Linked DNA regions of Mus musculus: all the other regions are linked to region 1. Evidence: chromatin contacts called from public Hi-C and HiChIP or PLAC-seq data. All regions are on one chromosome and are shown on one strand. The core of a region is the stretch at or near the end of the contact, and the rest is flanking DNA. Distances in the headings are between cores, read along the strand shown. Region 1 holds the start of Tshz3 (teashirt zinc finger family member 3). Region 2 has its middle 6.7 kb from the start of Gm38994. Region 3 has its middle 73 kb from the start of Gm46016. Region 4 overlaps Gm28075 (a long non-coding RNA gene). Region 5 overlaps Gm36830 (a long non-coding RNA gene). Region 6 has its middle 140 kb from the start of Gm46016. Region 7 has its middle 180 kb from the start of Gm46016.

Region 1 (2,882 bases), core at 194-2,693:
CCGCTGGTCTGATGGCAATCACCAGCAGCAGCAGCCTGCATAGCACCATCACTAGCCTGTATCCCACCAGCACGTGGAACATTACCTCGGTGACCCTTCTTCGCTCAGCCCTCCCCTCTTTTATCAAAAGAGAAGTGAGAAGAAAGAAGATTAAAGAAAAGGACTCCTAAGCAACCTTCCCCTTCAGGCAGCGTCTGAGCCTCTGCACGTCTGAGTGTTATTCATATCAAAATACATCACGTCCATATGTGGTCCTCTCTCGGCAAGCCGCCCCAAATCCCTGAAGTTGCACTGACAGGGCCCTCCTGACGTCACGGAGCTTGGCCTCACTATTGCAAGTGATTTATTGATGTTTATTGGGAATGAATAGATCAAAGGCACAGGCATGACGGGCGATCAATCAGTCATCAAATCAAGGGTGGCAACCGGCCAGAAACCCTTCTTCCAGCCAACGTGCCCCCAACCGACATTATTGCAAAATAATGTTATGTGTGTGGGTTTTGTTTTGTTTTCAATGAATCTCTTTTCCAGAAGGAAAAAAAAAAAAAAATCAGCTCAGTCCTAACAGGAGTTGACGTTCCTGGCAGAAAAAGAGAGGGAGGGGGGAGTACTCAGATATGTCCCAGAACTAAGTGCTAGAAAAGGGTAGGGAGCAGCAGCGGAAAGAGAGGGAGGGGGTAAGAAGACATTCAGGAATGGAGGAAATGTCAGCATCCAACACTGACCTGACAGTCATCTGACAATACCCAGACCCAGTGCGCTCTGGTTTCCACCGCTGTACCGGGTTTGGGCCCAATAAATGAAGAATCAATCGAATTAGCAGTAAGGTGGCCAGAGGGATCCGCTAGCTCACTCTTGCTCGCTCTGGTCCCGGTAGTCACCGGGTACTGCCCGGGACAACGCGGAAGATGTCCCAGAGAACTCAGGTGACCCCGCCCGCCCCCCACCAAAAGGCACGGGTTGGAGAGCGCCTTCCCCGCTGCAGCCGGATCGGCAGAGGCGGGGACCTAAGCCGGCTCGGTGGTCCCCAGGAGGGTGTGCGAGCCGGTCGAGCGAAGAACATAGCGGGGCAACTGGGGGGCGCGCGCACCCGGGCAGGAGAGCCCCGAGCCAGCCGGGCTCCCGGAGTTACTCAGCGCCCGCAGAGACAGACAGAAAATGAGAGAGAGGCGAGGAGTGCGGCGAGCAACGCGGGGGCCGGCGGCCCAGAGGCGCGGCGCGAGCAGAGGAAGAGGAGGAGGACCGGAGGAGGAAGGGGAAGCCGCTCGTACCTGCTGCGCGCCGGGGCGCCTGCTGCTTCCTCCTCGGCATGATGCTTCTCCCGCGACTGCCACCGCCGCCGCCGCCGCCGCCGCCGCTGCCGGGCTGAGCCGAGGGAGGGAGGGGCGGCGGGGGGGGGGCGAGGCGGGCCTGCTCGCAGCCTCCCCCCCGGAGAGCGGCCGCCCGCAGGATGCTGCTGCGCCCCGGCTCTCCGCGTCCCCCCCTCGCTGCGCTCCGCCGCGATCCCCGAACGTGCGGAGGGAAGGAGGGCGGGCAAGGGAGGCGCGGGGAAGGAGGAGCGCGAGGGGGAGGAGGAGGCAGAGGAGGAGGAGGAGGAGGAGGAGGACCGCGCTGCCGGCGGAATGGGAAGTTTGACAAATCGCTCCAGAGGCCCGAGGAGGAGGGGGCGGGGAGGAGCGGTCGCCCTGCCCCCCCCCCGCCCCGTCCCCAGACGAGGTGCGCGGGGTTCGGGGCTGGGGGGCGGGGAGTGAAGGAGGAGAAGGCGGGCAGAGAGATGAGAGGAGGAGCCCAGGAGCGACCCCGGTCGGTCCTGCCCCGCTTCCCGCCCCCAGGCAGGGAGGTCAAGGCATGGGGGGGGGGGGGGTGGAGGGGGGGCGCAGCCGCCGCCGCCGCGGCCCGGGGCTCAGCGGTCCAGTCTTCTGCCCACGGCGCGGCTGGAGCGGCGGCGTCGGCAACAGGCAAGCTTAAAGGAAAAGGAGATGATCGTGTCACTCGCCTGCCCGCGGAGGCGCCCCCAGCCTGGGTCCTGGCCCGGACGCCTGCCCAGGGCCCCCCGCCCAAGTCCAGACACCCGGAGCTGGCCCTCCGTCTCCGCCCCGAGCGCTCTCGCAAAGGCGCGGGGTCCGCCCTGCGGAGCGCGTCCCGGGGCGCCCACAGCCCCCGCCCATCCCTCTTCCCCACCCGGTCTCAACCCCGGGCTGCTCCCGGCTGCCCCTCCCGGCCCACACTCCTCTCCACCCGCCGCGTGCAGCCCCAGAGCGCTCCCCTAGTTGGGATGGTACCCCTATCAAAGATGCCAGGGCCCCGGGGGTGCCCTGGAGAGAAGATGTGCGGGCTGACATGGGTGTGGGCTCTGGGTCTTCCCTCCTGGGACCTACAGTGGCTACCTCCTTCCGTTCCCCCACCCCACCCCCGCCACAAACTTTCCCAGGCTTGTTTCGGGGGTAAGCATGGGAGGGGGCACCTCCAAGTTTCCTTTACTGACTTTGGGACGATCACCGTCTCAGCACCCCGCGTCTCGCCCCCTTGGGCTACTGGCCGCGCCCCCCACCCACTGCGTCGGAGGTTGCCAAGGCGGGAACGGGGGAGGGAGAAGAAACTCGGGTTCCCCTGCCCATCCCCCGCCGGGGTGCGCCCTGGACAGGGTACTGCCCCAGCCGCTCCCAGCTTAGGGGCAGTTCTGGACGAAGGGGATTGATTATTGATTGAGTGATTGGGGTCGCAGAGGCTCCGGGCAGACTCGGCCGATGTGCCCCGGGAAGGAGGCGGCTGGAAGGCTGCGGTGGCGACAGGGCGACGTGGGCTCACTTACTCTGGTGGTGAGGGCGCGGGTGGGCTGGAATTCACGCGGGCGACCCTCGAGCGGTGGCGGCTGAGCGCCA
Region 2 (2,882 bases), core at 244-2,743, 480 kb before region 1:
CTCAGCAAGATGGTCTTCCTTGGTAACCAAGGGTAACCAAGCAATGAGCTCATTACACACACATTTCAGGGATTGCTTGAAAAGCTAGAAATTAACCGGAGAAGATGACTCCATATGCTTGGTTTCTTTAACCTATTACATCCCAGACAGAATGAATGCCTGGCAGAAAGGAAGCCTAGGAGGAAGAAACTTGAGATCCCTAGGAAAGGAGGGGTGGCTTATATCCGGAGGATGCTGTAGCTCTCTAGAAATGGGCCACGCTGCTACAGAAGCTAGCCATTTGGAGCCCTCAATTTCCCAGCCAGTGTCAGGTAGATAGCTCAGATAGGCTTGGGTGGCCCCAGGCATCTGAACTATCCAATTTAATTTTATGCATTTGCGATACCAAAGAGGGTCACCCAGGAAGTTGCTCTTATTTATTGTCTTTGAATGTTGTGTTTGAATACCTCACTGACCACCAGAAATGAACAGGGCTTCATTTATTTACTTATCCATTTGTTTATTAGTTCTTTCTCCTGTGAGTGTGTGTGTGTGTGTGTGTGTGTGTGTGTGTGTGTGTTCCCTTAGTTTCCTCCCTGATTTCTTCAATGTCTTCAGAACTGAGTCCCGATTCTCGCTCAGTGGAACAATCCCATGAATCCCTGCTGCTCAGGTCGCTCAAAGTGGGCTTCTGAACTTCTGCCCTTCGTGCCTTTTCTTTCTTGTTGACGTCTCAGCCCTTGAAACAAGGTCTTGGCTCCTTTCTCATTTCAGGATTTCTTTTTGGGTGTGCGCGTTTCGGGAGGGAATGGGGGTGGGGGCTAGAACACCTGTCCGCTGATCGCCTGCCACTCCGCATCTGGGCCCCGGCTGACAGGCTTGTCTGCTTTGACTAATGATGTGATTGATGGACAAAATAAGGAAGAACATACAAAAAAACATTTCTGTCTGGGCTGGTGTGTCAGCAAGCCTTCATCAAGTGGCTGCTGAAGGTATATTTTGCCGCACGCCTCATTACACAGTAATGGCATTCCCAGGCAAAGCTGTTTCTTTTCATGACACAAGACAGCAGGCAGCTTTATGGGCGCTGGGCCCACCGAGCCCGGAGGAAGGAGAGGCACACTAAAGAGCGGTCATTTCTAAAAGTGCCTCAAGTTGCTTTTTTGTTGTCATGAATTTAATATGAATCAACACAATATGAAACGGGCATGAGGGATTTTAGTGACTAGTGATTTTTTAAGACCGCTGTCTAAACAGCCATCAAGGAAGAAAGGGGAAAAGGGGGGGGGCAGACAAAATCACGATATTTTCTTCCTCCAAACCTGTTGCAAAAAAGGAGTCATCTGTCAATTTTATTGCATTTAAATAAAAAAGTACACAGAAGCATACAGTCCAAACAAATGTCTTCTTTCAGGCTAAACATGTGGGAAACGCCACATCGCTAATGCCAGAATCATCCCAGTCAGCAAACGGAGTATTCATAACCCTATTCCGACGGCCTGCCTGCTGTGGATGGGGTGACATTCATGAGAATTACAAATGTGGCCTCTTTGTGCGTGTAACGATGATCTGAATGTCGGCTCTGGCTGGAACGTGAGGGGTACAGGGAACAAACAGCTTCACATAGCTAACAAGGTACCCAGTAGCTTCAGTGCAGGGCTGGGGATGAAAGGGGCTCAGGGCTAAAACTCAGAAGCAGGGAAGGCAAATGCTTAGCCTACTCCCCTCTTTCTTCTTTAGGGTACCCTTGAAATAGCCCTCAGATTTGGTCATAGGTTCCTGCTTCAGATTTTGCAAAGGATTTTAGATTCCTCCATCTTTCTTTCTTTCTTTCTTTCTTTCTTTCTTTCTTTCTTTCTTTCTTTCTTTCTTTCTTTCTTTCTTTCTTTCTTTCTTTCTCTCTCTCTCTCTCTCTCTCTCTCTCTCTCTCTCTCTCTTCTCTTCTCTTCTCTTCTCTTCTCTTCTCCTCTCTTCTTCTCTTCTCCTCTCCTCTTCTTCTCTTCTCTTCTCTTCTCTTCTCTTCTCTTCTCTTCTCTTCTCTTCTCTTCTCTTCTCTTCCTTCCTCTCTTTCTCTCTGTCCCTTCCTCCGCTGCCTCCAACCATTTCCTTCCTTCCTTCCTTCCTTCCTTCCTTCCTTCCTTCCTTCCTTCCTCCCTCCCCCTCTCTCTCTGTCTCTCCCTCCCTCCCTGCCTCAATCCATTTCCTTCCTTCCTTTTTTCTTCTTTATCTCTCTCATTGTCTTTCTTTCTCTCTCTCTTTCTTTCTTTCTTTCTTTCTTTCTTTCTTTCTTTCTTTCTTTCTTTCTCTTTCTCTCTCTCTCTCTCTTTCTCACTCTCTCTTTCTTTCTTTCCTTCTTTCTTTCTTCTTTTCTTGTAGTAAATTTTCTTCACTAAGGCATTTGATTACACGTGTTATACTCTTTCCCCTGCACACACATTGGACTGTTTCCAGAGAGAAATGCTTCAAATGAAGTTTCATTTGAAAAACGCTTTTTATTCCTTCCTGCTAACGGTGATGAGTCTTCAGCGGTAGATTGTCGAGAATAATATTCGATTTTAATGAGTTGTGATTAGGAATAAAAAGACTCTCTTCCCATAATAAATACTCGATAACAAATTAGAGGATGTATACAGGATCCTTATCTTTAGTTAAAAAATACGCAAATGCAAAATCTTGTTATGACAAATTTGAGAAAAAATCTCCTCGTGTGTATTTTAATTGACTGTTTCAGGAGGCCAAATGATTGACATGTACGTCAATTTTGACACCATGGTGCACACGTTCATGCAAGCTGATGATGGAGAAGACAATAACTGTGTCAACGTGGTAATTAGTCCTCAAGTCCCTGGGGCTGGGGACAACCATGTAGCAGCTTAGAAAGATTCTAAAGGTGCTCAAAGCGA
Region 3 (2,882 bases), core at 233-2,732, 450 kb after region 1:
GTGTATTTCAAGATCTCATTTCTGTCTCCATTACAAATAGATTCACAGCAGTGGACCTACTCTCATCCTTTGAGCTGGGCTTTCAAGTCCTATCCTACAGTGCTCAAGGGTATTGCTTCTTTGGAGATCTCCTCCTCTCTACTTTCTGTCAACTCTCCCTAGATCCCCTCTTATCCCAATCTTGGTTTTTCTGTATCAATTCCTTCATTTTCTTTTATCCTTTTTTCTCCCATTTCCTGTTTTGTCTTTTCACTATCTTCCAAGCAACCTACCATATGTATCCTCCAACTGAGAAACTGTCAATAACAACTTCTTAAGCAGCCTTGGCTAGTAGCTAGTTCATGATCTAATGCAGACACTTGTTACTTTATACTTCTTCAAAACGTTTACTATTCATTCACCTTCTTGTTACCTTCCCAAATTACAGTGGTCTAATTTACCCTCCTTTATTTCTTCCCTTCCTTCCTTTCCTTCCCACCCTCTTTCCTTCTCCCCATCTCCATTCTTTCCCCTGTCTTCCCTTCCTTCCTTATTTTTCTTTCTTCATCTTTCTTCTTTCCTCCCTGCATTCTTTCTTCCTTTCCCTCTCTTTCCCTTCCTCTTCTCTCTCTCTCTCTCTCTCTCTCTCTCTCTCTCTCTCTCTCTCTCTCTCATCCTTTCTTCTTCATTTCCTTGATATTTTGAAGACATTAGTAATTCATCCATTATTTCCCCTACCTCTTGTTTATTGTTATTTTATAGTACTTGACTTGGACAACAGGTACTTGTGAATGCTAGGTAAATGCTCTGTTCTGCAGCTGAGCCTCCCTCTGTCACTAAATATTCTCTTGCCTTTCTTTTCAGTAGGGCTTCAGAGAGATCCCCATGCCCTATCGTACACAAAAGGCTGTCTATAACAATACACTGTAGATTACCAGTGTAGTGCCTGCAGTTTGCCTCTGGGATGGCCCCAAATATTTTCCCTAAGGAAGTTCTTTTGTTTTCACTTTTATGTAGTTAAACCTGGGAAATCTGTCTAAAGAGGATGAAATAGGTCAAGAGAGCACATTCAGTCATAGAAATCTAGTTATTTCCCTTTAAGGGTGCTGGAGGCATTATCTTGTCCTCCATTCAGAAAAGAGAGGGTGGACTTCTGAAAGTCCATTTACCTCTTCTCTGGGAACCTTTATTTCACCAGATGATGAGTGAGCCCTTTATAGTTCTTGGAGTGTCTGACTGCCTTTTGTTATATCTAATCAGAAATTTCAAGCCCACTACTCTAAGTAAAATGCCTCTCAAGTCCTCACACAGAAGGCCTCCCCATTCCTAAACCACTATGGGATCCTGTTTCTTGGGGCAAAATCCCATGTACCCCCCTCCTCTGAGTGTTCTTCTAAGCCTGTTATTCAAGGCCACATTCCTACAGGGTGATACTCTGTAGGGCATCCAAGCAGCTCCCACACATTCAGACAAGGCTCAGCTCAATGCCATTTGTGAGCAGTGACTGTCCAAAGCATTGCATCAGATAAAACTTTGATAAATGGCTTCTTAGTGTGCTGGTAACATACCTACTCCCATCCACTCAGAGCCATCTGCTGCCTTCGGCTTTGCTTTGTTTAATCAACAACACACTCAACAGTGCTTGCTTTCTATCGTGCCTGTGAGAGGTGACACAGTCAGATCCCTTCTAAAGGGGTCTGCAATCATCACGCCTGTGAGATGACCTGGATAGGCCCCTGCAGTAAGGTACCATGACTTAGAAAAGAGCAAAAATTCCCACACACACTCAGAAGCCCAGTGACCAGCTAGCTACACAAAATCATCTTCGTCTATATTGGGGGGGGGGGCGTTAAATAGGATAGGAATAAAGGTGGTGCCTGACATGGCCCATGGAGTCTACCCAGACCTGTCCCTTAGATGGTGCCTTAAGATAGCTTTCACTATGGAAAAGCACCAGAGAAAGCCAGCTTCAGGAAGTAAAGGTTTGGCCTCATAGTTTCATAAATTCTGTCCTGGTCACTTGGCTCTGTTGGTTTTGGGTCTGCGGTGAAGCAGAGCATCATGGTAGAAGGGTGCAAGAAATTAGAACTACTTACGTCTTTGAGGGAGGGAAGAGACACACACACACATTTACAGAGAGAGAGGGGGGGAGAGAGAGAGAGAGAGAGAGAGAGAGAGAGCCAATTCGTCCACTCCTGTCAACCAGGTCCTATCTACTACCTAAGTTTTCTGTCACCCACCCAGTAGTACCAGAAGCAGGGGCCAGGCTTCAACACATGAATCATAGGTCTCATGCCATATCCAAACTCTGACAGTTGGGTATGTCCTATACCCACACTGAGGAGGTGAGGGCCACCCTCCACACAGTGTGTCTGTGAGATCTTTCTTTTACCCACATCAGACTCTCCAGTACGCTGTGACTGGGAATCATCCAGATCTAGGCATGTGTCAGCCTCATGGGAAGGAGGGCAATTTGTGACAATTCACAAGTGTGTTATGCCTTCTCTTGCCATGTGACAAAGGGCATGTATAGGAAGGATTTATTTTGGCTCATTCATCATCTTGAGGATGGCAGGGACTGGCTTAGTCCAGGGCAATAGGAGCTGGCAGCAAGACCTTGTATCGTGGCTCCTCTCATTTCAGAGGATCAAGAAGTAAAGAGCTAGGGGGCTGAGCTAGCAACACTCCAGTCTCACTCCACATCACTTCCTCCTGGCAGTCCTCACTTCCTAAAGGGACTACAGCTTCTCAAGGCATTAAAGCCTGCTGTGGCGGCTTGAATACGCTTGACCCAGGGAGTGGCACTATTTGGAGGTGTGGCCTTGTTGGAGTAGGTGTGTCACTGTGGAGGTGGGTTTTGAGAGCTTCCTGCTAGCTGTCTGAGGATGCCAGTCTTCTCCTGT
Region 4 (2,882 bases), core at 250-2,749, 450 kb before region 1:
CCAAATTCAGATCAGATGTGACAGGCTATTCCTTTCTCATAGGGCTCTCTACCTGATGCCAGGGTGGGAAGAGGGAACTTCAACTGGGGAATTGCATCCATCAGACTATCCCGTGGGCATGTCTGTGCATTTTCTTGGTTAATAAGTGATGTTGGAGGAACCAACCCACTTCGGGCAGTGCCACTCCTTAGGGAGGTAAACCAAGGCTGTATAAAATAGCAGTTTGAGAAAGCCAAGGAAAGTAAGCCAGTGAACAGAGTTCCTCTGTGGTCTTTTCTTCCAGTCTTATGCCTGAATGCATAGGGATGAGATCTTCTAAGGCATCTTTAGAGTCCGGTTCCGCCTGGTTTTGTAGGCAATGGATAGGTTGAGTGTGTATGTGGCATGCACCTGCCAGTGAACATGACAGCAACAGAAATCTGAAGGAGAAAAGGAGGGTCTCCCAGAAAATAGGTTCCATCCTGCTTTGTGACAGGGATAAAAGGCTGACTATGTGTGGATGCTGACTCCAGAGAGCTGACTAGGAATGCCTGTACCTGCTGTGGGAGAAGGAAAAAGGGCAAGGCAGCTGGAATATCAATTTCTGCAAGCTTTTTCTGATGTGCCCTACCCCTGGACACTCTTCCCTGGAATCTCAAATCTTTACTTCGACTGGGATTATAACTGGCTTCTAGTTGGGCTCTCAGCTTCCACCAGGCTGTGGCAATCTCAATGTGGTCGTGGTCTTCCTGGAGATTCTTCCAGTTTGCCTCTACTTCCTGTCCTTGGGCTGCGCCTGGCTTCACCTCTACACTGTGAAAGTTGGAAAGTAGGCTGGATAGATGATCAGATGAAAGATCTTTGTAATCAGATGTAAGATCTTTGTCTTACTTAGGAAAAGGGACAACTAACTGGCCCAACTCATTTCCTGGGTGTGGGTATTTTTTTACTGAGAGCCCTTCCTTCTGGACCATTGCTAGCTCCCGAGAGCAGACCATGTATTGGACTCATCATTATTAGCTTCCCAGCTCAGGTCAGAGGGCTAAACATCCAGAAGTGAGGATGACCACGCCTATGGATAAACACTCCTCTGCCTGTGAAACAGCAGCAGCCTCTGCATACACAGAGAGGATGGATGCCTCTCTGGGGGCGGAGTCTCTCCAGTGGGCTGAGAGGTTCCTTCCTTGTGGACCCTTTCATGTTCCAGTTATTTCTAGGGGTGCCAGACAAGAGTACCTGGAGGTTAATCTCCATTATGTTAATGCTCTTCTTACCTTCCTCCACGGACCCAGATTTCCCAAAGCCCCATTGAGGATTCACGAACTCACAGATTCCTTTGTCCTGTTTGTAGGGTCAAGGTTGGAGGCTGAGGGCCCAAGGGAGCAGAGCCGATGGGACTCTAGGACCCCAACACTCTCTTCTCACTGATTCCTAGGCCCCTGAGCAGATGTACCCCGCCCCCGGCAGCCCCAAGGGCTTCTGCTCTGTGTCTAGGGAAAGGAAAAGCCCGGCTGGTTGAATCCCAGTGAGAATGTTGCCGGCGTTGATTTGCGGTTTGACAGTCAAAAATAATCCAAGCATTGCTTTGCATGTGATTTATACAAGTGTCTTAATTGGCATCTTGATTATATGATTGCGTGAAGGGCTGTTTTCAAGGTGTGCCTCTAAATAGAAAAAAGAAGAAACATACAGCTGGGAAATGCGGGGCGAGCCGCTGAATCTCTGCTTTATCCCTGGATTTTTAAATTATTATTACTATTATTTTGAACCAAGCCAACACTACATTTTCCGGTTTCTGCCCCTCTGCTGGACCTTCAGTGGCAAACATTTCCCCCCAAATTACATAAATCTTTCCTGCAGACATGCTGCTTGCTCTGCAGTTTCTCAACGGGACCCACTGCTGCTTTTTTTCCCCCCTCTGCCGAACAAACTCAGAGACGTGGTCTCTCCTAGCCTGATTACAGCTAATTATTTTAGAAATCCATTTTAAAGGCAAGTTATCTTAGCTTTATAGCTAACCCGACAGAGAAGATCTAAGGAAAAACCTGAAAATCATAAAGCGTTCCAGAACATTCTATTTTATGCAGTCCAGAATGTGACACATGGGGTCTTTAATAATTCACTGCTTGTTAACATTAAACAACTGTTAACATGCTCAAATAATTAGTTATGCTTGCTTGACATGTTTGCATCTTTAATAATTGATGCATTTATCTTAATTACTAACAGTATTATGGTCGTAATATGCATCTTTTTTCTATCTTAAAATTTTAACAAAAACTGACTTTTTGCCAAAAATGATTATGCTCTAAGTTTTAATTACTCATTGTAATTAAATTGCAAGCTGCAGTATTTTACTAAAATATCTTTTGCAAAAAAAATATTTAATGGGAGAGAGGTGCTTTGCTGTTTATGCAGCCAAGTTAGTAAATGTTTCATGAGTTTGATATTACCCTTTCAGAGTGGATATAAAATAACATCGCTTTCAAGATATGAGTCAATTTAAAAGTCTACCATGACTGAGAGTGTCTCTATGATTTCTACCCAAAATTTCATCCCCTTCCCATTATCCACTAGGCTTGGGGGATCAGAAAGGTCTCCTTCACAGACTAGGTGTCTCTGTTGTAGGATCTGGTCAGAAAAAAAAAAAAAGGAGGGGTCATGGCCACACTCTCTATATCTCTTGGGCTAACCCTGTTGGAAGAAATGTTGAAGAATGGCATTGGGTGGCCTTTCGACTTGATCTCTCCTGCAGAAGACAAAGCTGCGTCAAATGTTTGGAAGTGAGAGGAAGGTCAGCAAGATGGTTAGTTAGCTCCACAGGAAGCATGGGAGACCAGAGGAAGCAAGCAATAGGGAAACTGAGGCGCGCACACACACACACACACAAAGAACTCAGGTGT
Region 5 (2,882 bases), core at 248-2,747, 400 kb before region 1:
CTACCATGTGGCCAGGTGTAACAGAACTTTGGTCCTCGTTATGGCAGGATAGAATTACTATATAGAGACAGTTCGGCAGGCTGTCTGTCTTCTTATTCTTGAGTCTGTAGGAGTGGCTTCTTTGGCGGTGGGGAATCTTAGGCACATGCTGGCAACCTTTCCCCTCAAAGCCCTAATACCTGCAGGACTCCAGTGCTGGTCCTGTATTGATGAAGCTGCTAGCCGGCAATCCACTCCCCTGACTGATCCTTGACTGCTCTTTGTGGGACTTTCCAATGCTATTGTGGAAAAGCACTTTCCAGACCCATGTGTGCCCTGTCCCTAAGTTACCCTCTATGGGACAAACAATGCAGTGTGCATTGTGTGTGTTTGGGGTGTGTGTGTGAGAGAGAGCAAATTATATGCAATTAACTGAATTAGGCTTGTAATTAATCACATCAGTCAGTAATGTCTGTTTATATCACCCAAACTTGCCGGCTCTTTTCCAATGTGCTTCAGGAGAGTTATTCAGCCAGCCCGAGGGCGTATCAGGGTCCCTTGAATGTCTTATATTTTGTCTGTATGCTGCTCTTTAAGCCAATGACCAGCTGAAGATGCACACTCCCTCAGATTACAGGGACTAAGCAAGTGGCTGACTGCAGCTAACCCTACTGTCAGTATTTAAGGTTCCTGGGGTCCCTGGCGTATGCATATTTTAGAGATTATTTGCTAAATGCCCATCCTAGAACTCCATTGTTTTGCTCAAAATGATTGCCTCATCACAAACCTCCCTGGCTACTGTGTCCATCTCTGGTGAGATGTATTTTCCTCCCACTGTGGGCTCTGAGGAGGGTGGGTTGTCTTCACGCTCTCTAACCTGGGAGCTCTCCTCTGTCTCAGATGGGAGTCCATAATAGTTGGATACTCTTGGCCATCCTTCACTTGGAATTTATGGGGTAATTTCAGCCAACCGGAGACCTTGTGCAGCAGTTTTCATCTTTCTCAAGGCTGCCTCTCTTTCTTGATGCTGGAGAATGGCCAATTATTCCTTCTGGTCTCTTTGGATGTGAATTGTAACAGATCAGCCGAGAGTCGCAGTTCAACATTGTTAAGCTTATCAATATAAATATAATGTTAAACCCCTTTTAGATAATTGGAGCTATGTGTGAAAATGTGACCAATTTGTGCATAAATTGGTCCTACACGTCTTCCTGGCAGAAGCAGAGAGAGAAAGAGAAAGAGGGAGAGAGAGAGAGAGAGAGACCAACCATATGCGAGACTGGATCGCTTCTGCTCAGGGATTCTTTCCACACCTTGAATTAGAGATCTGGTTTCCTGGCTGCTGGCAGTTGGAAACCTGCACAGGTCCTGCAAAGGCACGAGGTCCTCTGCCCCCTTGAAACCAAGCCCTACCACGCTAGAGGCTCCGAGGGAGTATCAACAAGGCACTCGAGCATCACAGCAGTGGGGAACTTGCCGACAGTCTTGAGAATTAGACATCTCGGCTTGGCCAGATACCAAATTCAAACAACCAACTGGAGAGGCTGACGCCCAAGGAGAGAGGAGAGGGTGCAGAGGGGAATCCTGGAATCAATTCATCAGGCTTGGGAATCTTGCTACCACATCGGGATGCTGGGAAAATCATTCTGGCTTCTTGTCGTGGGAGTATGCGTGTGTCTGTGTGTCTGTGTTTCTGTGTGCCCGTGTGTGTGCACAAGCGCGCAAGAGAGAGTGTTTGTAGGGCTTGGTAAGGAAGGTAGGAGAGAGCACTAGTTCATTTCTCTAGGGGCAAATCCTCCGGAGCAAGTTAAGGGACCAGAAGTTATTACAAAATGGCTCCTAGCATTCTGCAGCTTACGAAATGTGTTTAGCAAAAATCAATCCTTCTAACAATACCAAGTGAAATATTGTTCTCCAAACTCTACCAGTCAAGAAGTTCAGGTTCTCAGGAGATTACGAATCAACACAAAACCACCACAGATACAAAAGAGGAGAGACGGGCATCTGCAGTCTAAAGTGGTGTTTCAAGCCCTCTTCCTACCTGCGGGCTATAGTAAGAATTCCTAAAGGGAATGAAGGGGCTTATGGCTCCTGTACCATCACACTGGTTATGAGGTAGTGTGGTGGCTCTCAGTTGCCAGGTCAATATGTCCCTGGCATGGGACAGCTTCAAGCAGACCATGGCTCCATGTCTATGATCTTGAGATAGCACACTTGCCTTTGAGAAATGAAGGAGCTGCCTGGCCGTTGGGCACAGCTCAGCTTTGCTAGAAAGTAGACCTCTTGTTGGGTCCATCCCAGCTAACTGAAAACACAAAGGCTTGCTACCTGCCAAGCCCCAGCCTCCATGCTTGACCTTTGACTTCTAAGGGGTGCTTTGGGTAGGTGTTCAAAGGAGCTTTCTGAAACCAAACACAGCTACCTAAGACCTTTGCCCTTGAAAACAGAGTTGCTTCCAAGGAATTCAAGAAGGTTGGCCAAGTGTCTGTGTGTGTTTCCGGCCCCCAATTCAGTGACCAGGGAATCCTCAGCTCTCTGCCTCTTCCCTACACTCTAGGGAATGGAGTGCAGAAAGAGGCATCTTGGACATCAAATGCTCTGTTCCAGCATTGAGATGAGTTAAACAGACATGAATCAGAAAACATATGGATCCAATTTTGGTTTAAAAATTAATGGGAAAACACATTCCCATCAAACTCAAAACAATGAAAAATATTTTTTAAGCAGGCAAAAAATCCAAAATACAGCTGGGTTTGCCCGGCTCTGCGTGGATTCCTGACGCCCATGATCTCCTTGCTGGGTTTTTTTTAGAGTGGCACACGGAGTGGAAGGATGCGTGGGATAAATTAGGGCTGTGATGGTTAGATGCAGGTTTCAAATGGGATGGGCCACCCAGCCCAGGA
Region 6 (2,882 bases), core at 207-2,706, 390 kb after region 1:
TATTTGCCCATCCAGCCACACATTTCTCTTCTTAGTCAGCCAGCCATCTTCACCTCTATCTATTCATTTATCTGTCTACTCACATGTTCACCTGTTCATCCACCCACCTGTTCATCTATCGATCTAGTTTCCATTGATAGTGATAGCTAACTTAGGATAAGAATCTATGTTCTGGCACTATGACACTGAACAACTGTGCACAGCAGTAGTCTGTAGACTAATAAATGTCACATAAATGACAAGTTAAAACTGCAATTCAATAATTTAAGAAAATTATCTGTAGCCTTTCCGAATTAAGGCAAAGACAAGGAAAGCGACAAGATATGCTTTTTTTGAATGATCTCTTCCAATAGGTAGTATTTTGAGCTATTGGTTGAATCTTAAAAGGTAGCTTAATGCTGAGAAGAACATTCTAGACAGAAATCAGGATGAGTATAAATATCCTTAGCAGGAAGCAAATTGACCAGTGTGAGGAGCCAGGATCCCACTGTTGCTGCAATGCCCAGTAGATGAGGCCAGAGAAGAGGGCAAAGCATCTTCACAGAGGACACATGATGCTAAGGAACTTGAGTTTGGGCCTGATGTCCATGGGAAGTCACTGGAAAGGCACAAGCAAGGGTATTGGTCCCTCTTTCTTATATTTGCCATTCACATTGGCTGTTGTGTGGGTAAGGAACTCTTATGAGTAAGGAAAAAACAGGGAATGCTTGCAGGGATATACTATGGCCATTTAAATGATGGCTGAGTCTCACCACTTCAAACTAGGCAACTGTTCTGGATTTGAAGCACACGAGATTGATTATGGCTGGCCTGAAGAACTGGGACATTGGTTTATGGCCCATTCCCTTCTGATGCTAGGATGTGGAAGAGCACCATACAGCATGTGATCCTCTGCCTAAATGCATAAAATATTCAAGGGTCCCAAATCACACTCCAAGCAAAAAGTCCCCTTCAAGGTTCCCAGAGGTTCAATTCCACCTACTTTCCCTGCTTTTCATTTACCTCAAATGCTTCCAGCTGGAGCTGGAAGCTGACATGTCAACACAGTGTCTGGCCATAAACGCTTCCCAGCGACCAGGAAGCAGGCAGTCCGTTACAATCTCCACAGAACGTCTGATTCTGTCAGAGGCTTTCCCACCCCCACATGGCTGTACCATATCTGCATATAGGTTCCCACTGGCTTCAACTGAAAGCACGGTGCCCTGAGCTGCACAATCACAGGGGAGATGGTGACAAATCCCTAATTCCAGGGGGTCCTGGCATCCTCGATACACTGTCAAATCACCCTTGCATACACTTGACCTTCCAGGAATCTGCCTTGGCTAGCTAGTTCCTGATTAACAACCTTTCTGGATTTATCAACTGCTAGGACTTGCTGGCTTCCACCCAGACCCATCTGGGTAGAAGTACCCAGTGATCCTGGCATCTGGAAGCATTTGTCTTAAAAGAGCCAATTCCCTCTTGATGTTGATTATCAAGTTCAGCTTCCAGCCAACTGAGTAGATATTCTCTTCCACAGTCCATATCCACCTAACTCTGACCACAGCGTGTGTGTATGAAATGTCCCTCCTGCGGGGCTATTGTTCTGTGGGCAGCCGCTGCCTCCAGCCTGATGGGGAAGGAGGATGAGCAAACATGTCAACATCATTTGCCATGCCAACACACACACACACACACACACACACACACACACATGTGCTGTGACAGATGTGGTTATTCCTGGCAGAATGCACAACAGGTACAAACCAGGGCAAGTGCAATGCCCCAAGGGTAGGAAGCCTGGGTTAGCTCCACATGTTCCCGCTGACACAGGTTCATCTGGGCAGAGACAAGAGATACTGCTCTGAGCTGTATGAACCAAGACTTCCAAGAAGAGAGAGCCAGAGCAGCCCTCCTCAATGAGCCTAATGCAGAGACAGGATAGTAATGAGAGAGCTCATGAAGAGGAGGCTGGGCTAGGGCCTGCAGCATCAGCCTGGGCTCCATCCCCTGGGACAGAGTCCTCCCCTCCCTGTGTTCCGCTCCTCTGTTCCCACAGCTGAAGCCAGGCCTCATCAGAGTAACATTAGAATTGACTCACACAAAGTCAGGAGCCAGACCAAGATGCTGCTGACTCAGGATGGCTCCTAACAATCCCTTAGAGAGGAGGCAGTATGGCCTTGCATAATCAACCCTCAGCACAAGACTTTTTACATGCTAATATAGAGGATGGACCATGAGTACATATGTAAAGTATGAATGTATTATGCAACTTCAACAATTCCTCCTTTGCCAAGCATGTATATGTAATTCATAAATATGCATCAGAGAAACAGGATCAACTACACATTCCCTCAGCTTGATGCTTCTCCAACCCCATGACCTGGCTTTGACCATTTAGTTGGACAGGATGTTTCCAAGATAGTTGTGTTCCTGGAGTAACTTTGGACACAGTGAGCAGTCATGTGAACATGCCCAGCCAGCCTTTCCTCCATAGTGAAGCCACAAGAGAGACACAGGGACCTTCCCAGGGCACTCTGTCTCTGAGGTTCTTCACCCACGCAGTGCATTAGAGGACTGGGGTCCAGTTTAACATCCACCCTGCTGGCCTCGTGGCGCCAGCTCTGCTGATCGCCTCTCTTAAATACTAGCTTAAGAGGAAACAGAACCTTTAGTCATGGTCCTATTCTGTAGAACCCTGCTGCCTACCTCTCCAGCCCTTCCGCTCCAAGGGTAGTAGGAAGTGAGGGCTCCGTCCCAAGATCTGAAACCTCTGGGAAGTTCCTAATTTGTGACAGTTTTCTCATAAGGCCTTTTAAAAGAAGCTACGTGGCTCAACCTCGTACAGCTCCATTCCCTCCCTGCCCTGTGCTCATTAGAACTTAGCTTATTTTAGTAAATTA
Region 7 (2,882 bases), core at 202-2,701, 350 kb after region 1:
ATGTTGTTTTCCTTCCCCTTTTGCATTTGACTCTTCATCTAAGGAGTCCACATCCTAAGGGGTAATGCCCTGGCACCTTATCTCTCTGCACTCAAAAGATCATCCAAGAGAATGGCAGTCACACGAGGTAGAAAGAGCAGTCTTGTGGGATTCTGTCTGAGGAAGGTGCAATGTTGGGGTGATTGTGGGAAAAGATATTTGCCAGCTGGAAACTACCCCCCCATTGGAACCCCAAAATATAATTGACCACCCCAGGCACTGACCGTCCTCCTCACATTTTCCAACTGCCATTCCAGACATCTGAAACTTACTTAAAGTGATTTCTTCTCTTCAGATATCACAAGTTTCCTCCCTGCTTACAGCCAGAGAAACAAATGCTACCTGAATGGGTTTTCTCAGGAGCAGGAATTTCGTAAAACCACCATTTGTACCTTAGGGAGGGGATTTGGGCTCATTCAGAGCAAACAGATGGTTTAATTCTTTCTACCTGAGGCTGTTGAAAATGAGTTCCCAAGCAAACAAATCTCTCCTGTCACGTGAGGGTACTTCCTTTCCTCATCAACAAAGACCAAGGTCAGCCCCATCCTTACCTCCCTCCTGACGTAGCTCCAATTTCTCACTCCTCCCAGACACTCAATGAGCACAGCATTCCAGCCATGCTTCCCCACTCTGACCTAGAGGGACCGTGAGTCTGGGTAGCTCCTCTCAACCTTTGACGACTGAGTTTTCCCCAGGGCAAGCGTGGTGATCAGACCGAAAGTGGCTGCTCTGGATTGTCCCATGGGTGGGCTGCTCATTCTGACCCCAACAGCGGCACCTGAATTCTTCCCCAGTTGTCTGGTGGCCTTCTCATCCTGTCTACCAAAAGCCCATCCTGAAGACCTCTCTGTCTTTCAGTGTCTTCTACAAAGGGGCACATTCTCTGCCTGGCAGAATATAGAAACCTAACTGGATTTAGGAAAGGGCTTTTTCTCTTCTAGAGCTTCACTAAGAACCACGTGCCTGCCTAGACAGCACACCTTCTTGATTCCCCTGCTTTGTCCCATCTCTCTTTAACTAATGGGAAGGAGTTTCTCTGACCTGGAACTGGGCCATACCACTTCCTGCCTTTCTCTCTCTCCCCTGTACCCTAACCTCTGTCCTGAACTCAGTTGAAATATCTGAGCATCTCTAATTCCTGTCGCTCCCACAGGGTTAGAAAGAGTCACCAAGAGCCATCCCAAATGGCTTCATTTTAATGAATCAGAGGGAAGGTCCCAGTGAGACTCACTCTGCAATCTAGCTTGTAAACAGAATGTTGCTCTGAGTGAGTCAGATGGAGACATTACGCTGGATGAGGATCCTCATGGCTGTTAAAAATCTACTGAAGGCCCTGACAGAGGGAGACCACAGCTATGAATCTGGGACCTGCAGAACTCACACGCTCTAAGTCCCAAGCACCGTCTTCCTTTATGCTTAAACACACCCATGCCACACAGGAAATTGAGTCCATATGCCCCAATTCCTTTAAGCCCCCAGAAGCCACAGGCTGTTTTCTGGACTTGTTTAATTATCCGTGAAACCCCAGAGTTGTTTGTAACATGGAGGGCACCCCTAACAAATCCTGTCACCATCTCTGCTGCAGACTACAGCCCTCTGGAGCAAGTCACCTCCTTCAGCATGTGGGTAGGCAGGAGAAGCCGCCAGGGCAGACTGTTAACATTACTGGGTAACATGCATGTCCAGGGCAGACAGGCAGTCTCATGCTGCTCTTAATTCTTCCAGACACTGTGTCTGAAAGCCACATTGCTTTAAATGCCTAGACCAGGAGTCTGATGTCCTACTGTTACACCAGCAGAGAGATCAGAAACAAGACCCCTAACCTCAGCTTTATCTTGCCCAACAAGGGGCTCGGAATACCGACTACATCTGCTTCAGCAGGATGTTGAGATGGGGACTGTATCCGTACCATAAAGGATGGATGCTCAGGTGGTACCTAATTGCCCCTGTTCTCAGAGGCCTTTTTTTTTTTAACCCAGACGTCCCTGTTTACAGACACCAGCAACAAACAGTATCAGTACTTGTTCCTTGGCCTTCACCTGTTTTCTATTGATTATTCTTTACAAAACCCAAGAGAAATTCTAGTGCTATTATAACTCTCACTAAGGAGTACCACAAGTGTCAGAACATCTCAGGGATGTACTAAAGATGCTACAGCTTCTACAGTGACAGGACCATCTCCAAAGTAGGCAAGAATGCACCTCATGATCTCTGTCCCACCACTGTGCTTCCTCTGCTGGACCACCCAACCCCTGTCACATCCTTGGACAAGCTGAGTGTGACAGTGAGACTAGACACCTGTGACTGCCCTGTCGACACAGGTGCCTACTCTTTCTCACTTTGGCCGTGGAGCTCGGAGCATCCCATCTCAGAGAAGGCATGGACAGTCTAGCAGAGGTTGGGAGATCAACGAGACTTATTGTGTTTAACGGAATTAGCTTCTGGTCCAGGACTAGGCATCCTCCAAACCTGCCTAGGAGCTAGGGACAGATGATACCAGCCAGTGAGCACACATTGGTAGCTGTGTGAGAGCCAAGGCCTCTATTATAAGGGACACACACTTGACTCCTTGAAACTAGACACAGAAGCTCAGATACAAGTCAAAATATGTGCACCCATCTTCTGCTACATATGCAGCTAGAGACAGGAGCTCTGCGGGGTACTGATTAGTTCATATTGTTGTTCCACCTATAGGGTTTCAGACCTGTTCAGCTCTTGGGTACTTTCTCTAGCTCCTACATTGGGGACCCTGTGTCCCATCCTATAGATGACTGTGAGCATCTACTTCTGTATTTGCCAGGCACTGGTCTAGCAAACTTTATATGCCCCAGTACAGGGGAACG

What was found. A called contact is a pair of places that touch in the nucleus more often than the background predicts. HiChIP or PLAC-seq counts read pairs in DNA pulled down with a chosen protein or histone mark.
Region 2: an H3K4me3 HiChIP or PLAC-seq map of embryonic limb bud shows a contact between it and region 1, with 3 times the contacts expected there. The contact joins the enhancer-like site here to the promoter of Tshz3 in region 1. A contact is called at or near these places in 3 of 39 promoter capture datasets (the 3T3-L1 cell line, embryonic stem cells and pre-B cells) and 10 of 115 datasets of contacts at active chromatin or transcription factors (SST interneurons, craniofacial prominence, embryonic basal ganglia and 5 more).
Region 3: a Hi-C map of Sertoli cells shows a contact between it and region 1, with 4 times the contacts expected there. The contact joins the enhancer-like site here to the promoter of Tshz3 in region 1. A contact is called at or near these places in 2 of 39 promoter capture datasets (the C10 cell line and hippocampal neurons), 4 of 484 Hi-C or Micro-C datasets (Sertoli cells, muscle stem cells, myocytes and 1 more) and 7 of 115 datasets of contacts at active chromatin or transcription factors (embryonic basal ganglia, embryonic forebrain, embryonic hindbrain and 4 more).
Region 4: an H3K27ac HiChIP or PLAC-seq map of SST interneurons shows a contact between it and region 1, with 2.8 times the contacts expected there. The contact joins the enhancer-like site here to the promoter of Tshz3 in region 1. A contact is called at or near these places in 7 of 39 promoter capture datasets (the C10 cell line, embryonic stem cells, frontonasal cranial neural crest and 4 more) and 9 of 115 datasets of contacts at active chromatin or transcription factors (SST interneurons, craniofacial prominence, embryonic basal ganglia and 6 more).
Region 5: a contact with region 1 is called in a Hi-C map of cortical neurons, with 2.1 times the contacts expected there. The contact joins the enhancer-like site here to the promoter of Tshz3 in region 1. A contact is called at or near these places in 2 of 39 promoter capture datasets (hippocampal neurons and second pharyngeal arch cranial neural crest), 2 of 484 Hi-C or Micro-C datasets (both in cortical neurons) and 7 of 115 datasets of contacts at active chromatin or transcription factors (craniofacial prominence, embryonic basal ganglia, embryonic forebrain and 4 more).
Region 6: a contact with region 1 is called in a Hi-C map of muscle stem cells, with 2.7 times the contacts expected there. The contact joins the enhancer-like site here to the promoter of Tshz3 in region 1. A contact is called at or near these places in 5 of 484 Hi-C or Micro-C datasets (muscle stem cells, myocytes, nephron progenitors and 1 more) and 8 of 115 datasets of contacts at active chromatin or transcription factors (craniofacial prominence, embryonic forebrain, embryonic hindbrain and 5 more).
Region 7: a contact with region 1 is called in an H3K4me3 HiChIP or PLAC-seq map of embryonic limb bud, with 3 times the contacts expected there. The contact joins the enhancer-like site here to the promoter of Tshz3 in region 1. A contact is called at or near these places in 2 of 39 promoter capture datasets (frontonasal cranial neural crest and hippocampal neurons), 6 of 484 Hi-C or Micro-C datasets (adipose-derived mesenchymal stem cells, cerebral cortex, cortical neurons and 2 more) and 7 of 115 datasets of contacts at active chromatin or transcription factors (craniofacial prominence, embryonic forebrain, embryonic hindbrain and 4 more).

What each region holds. Positions count from the first base shown.
Region 1 is chr7:36,696,679-36,699,560 of GRCm38.p6, reverse strand. It overlaps Tshz3 (teashirt zinc finger family member 3), which reads right to left and starts at 1,443. Exons shown (of 2, transcript NM_172298.3): 1 at 1,272-1,443. The coding sequence starts at 1,311. Gm36722 (zinc finger X-linked protein ZXDB-like) reads left to right here and starts at 1,339. Exons shown (of 3, transcript XM_030243157.1): 1 at 1,339-2,882. The coding sequence starts at 1,451. The coding sequence ends at 2,698.
Region 2 is chr7:37,178,677-37,181,558 of GRCm38.p6, reverse strand. No RefSeq gene overlaps it. Among named protein-coding and RNA genes, the nearest start is that of Gm38994, 6.7 kb to the right of the region's middle. Within about 2 kb of position 1,493, at least 14 of the 459 cell types and tissues checked have an H3K27ac peak or open chromatin away from gene starts, as enhancers often do. A contact at or near this core is called in embryonic limb bud, where this site is marked.
Region 3 is chr7:36,243,346-36,246,227 of GRCm38.p6, reverse strand. No RefSeq gene overlaps it. Among named protein-coding and RNA genes, the nearest start is that of Gm46016, 73 kb to the right of the region's middle. Within about 2 kb of position 1,482, at least 6 of the 459 cell types and tissues checked have an H3K27ac peak or open chromatin away from gene starts, as enhancers often do. A contact at or near this core is called in Sertoli cells, where this site is marked.
Region 4 is chr7:37,145,483-37,148,364 of GRCm38.p6, reverse strand. The region is part of intron 2 of Gm28075 (a long non-coding RNA gene); the gene reads right to left. Among named protein-coding and RNA genes, the nearest start is that of Gm28075, 6.5 kb to the right of the region's middle. Within about 2 kb of position 1,499, at least 3 of the 459 cell types and tissues checked have an H3K27ac peak or open chromatin away from gene starts, as enhancers often do. A contact at or near this core is called in SST interneurons, where this site is marked.
Region 5 is chr7:37,094,641-37,097,522 of GRCm38.p6, reverse strand. The region is part of intron 1 of Gm36830 (a long non-coding RNA gene); the gene reads right to left. Among named protein-coding and RNA genes, the nearest start is that of Gm36830, 3.2 kb to the right of the region's middle. Within about 2 kb of position 1,497, at least 3 of the 459 cell types and tissues checked have an H3K27ac peak or open chromatin away from gene starts, as enhancers often do. A contact at or near this core is called in cortical neurons, where this site is marked.
Region 6 is chr7:36,309,540-36,312,421 of GRCm38.p6, reverse strand. No RefSeq gene overlaps it. Among named protein-coding and RNA genes, the nearest start is that of Gm46016, 140 kb to the right of the region's middle. Within about 2 kb of position 1,456, at least 17 of the 459 cell types and tissues checked have an H3K27ac peak or open chromatin away from gene starts, as enhancers often do. A contact at or near this core is called in muscle stem cells and uterus, where this site is marked.
Region 7 is chr7:36,349,505-36,352,386 of GRCm38.p6, reverse strand. No RefSeq gene overlaps it. Among named protein-coding and RNA genes, the nearest start is that of Gm46016, 180 kb to the right of the region's middle. Within about 2 kb of position 1,451, at least 10 of the 459 cell types and tissues checked have an H3K27ac peak or open chromatin away from gene starts, as enhancers often do. A contact at or near this core is called in adipose-derived mesenchymal stem cells and embryonic limb bud, where this site is marked.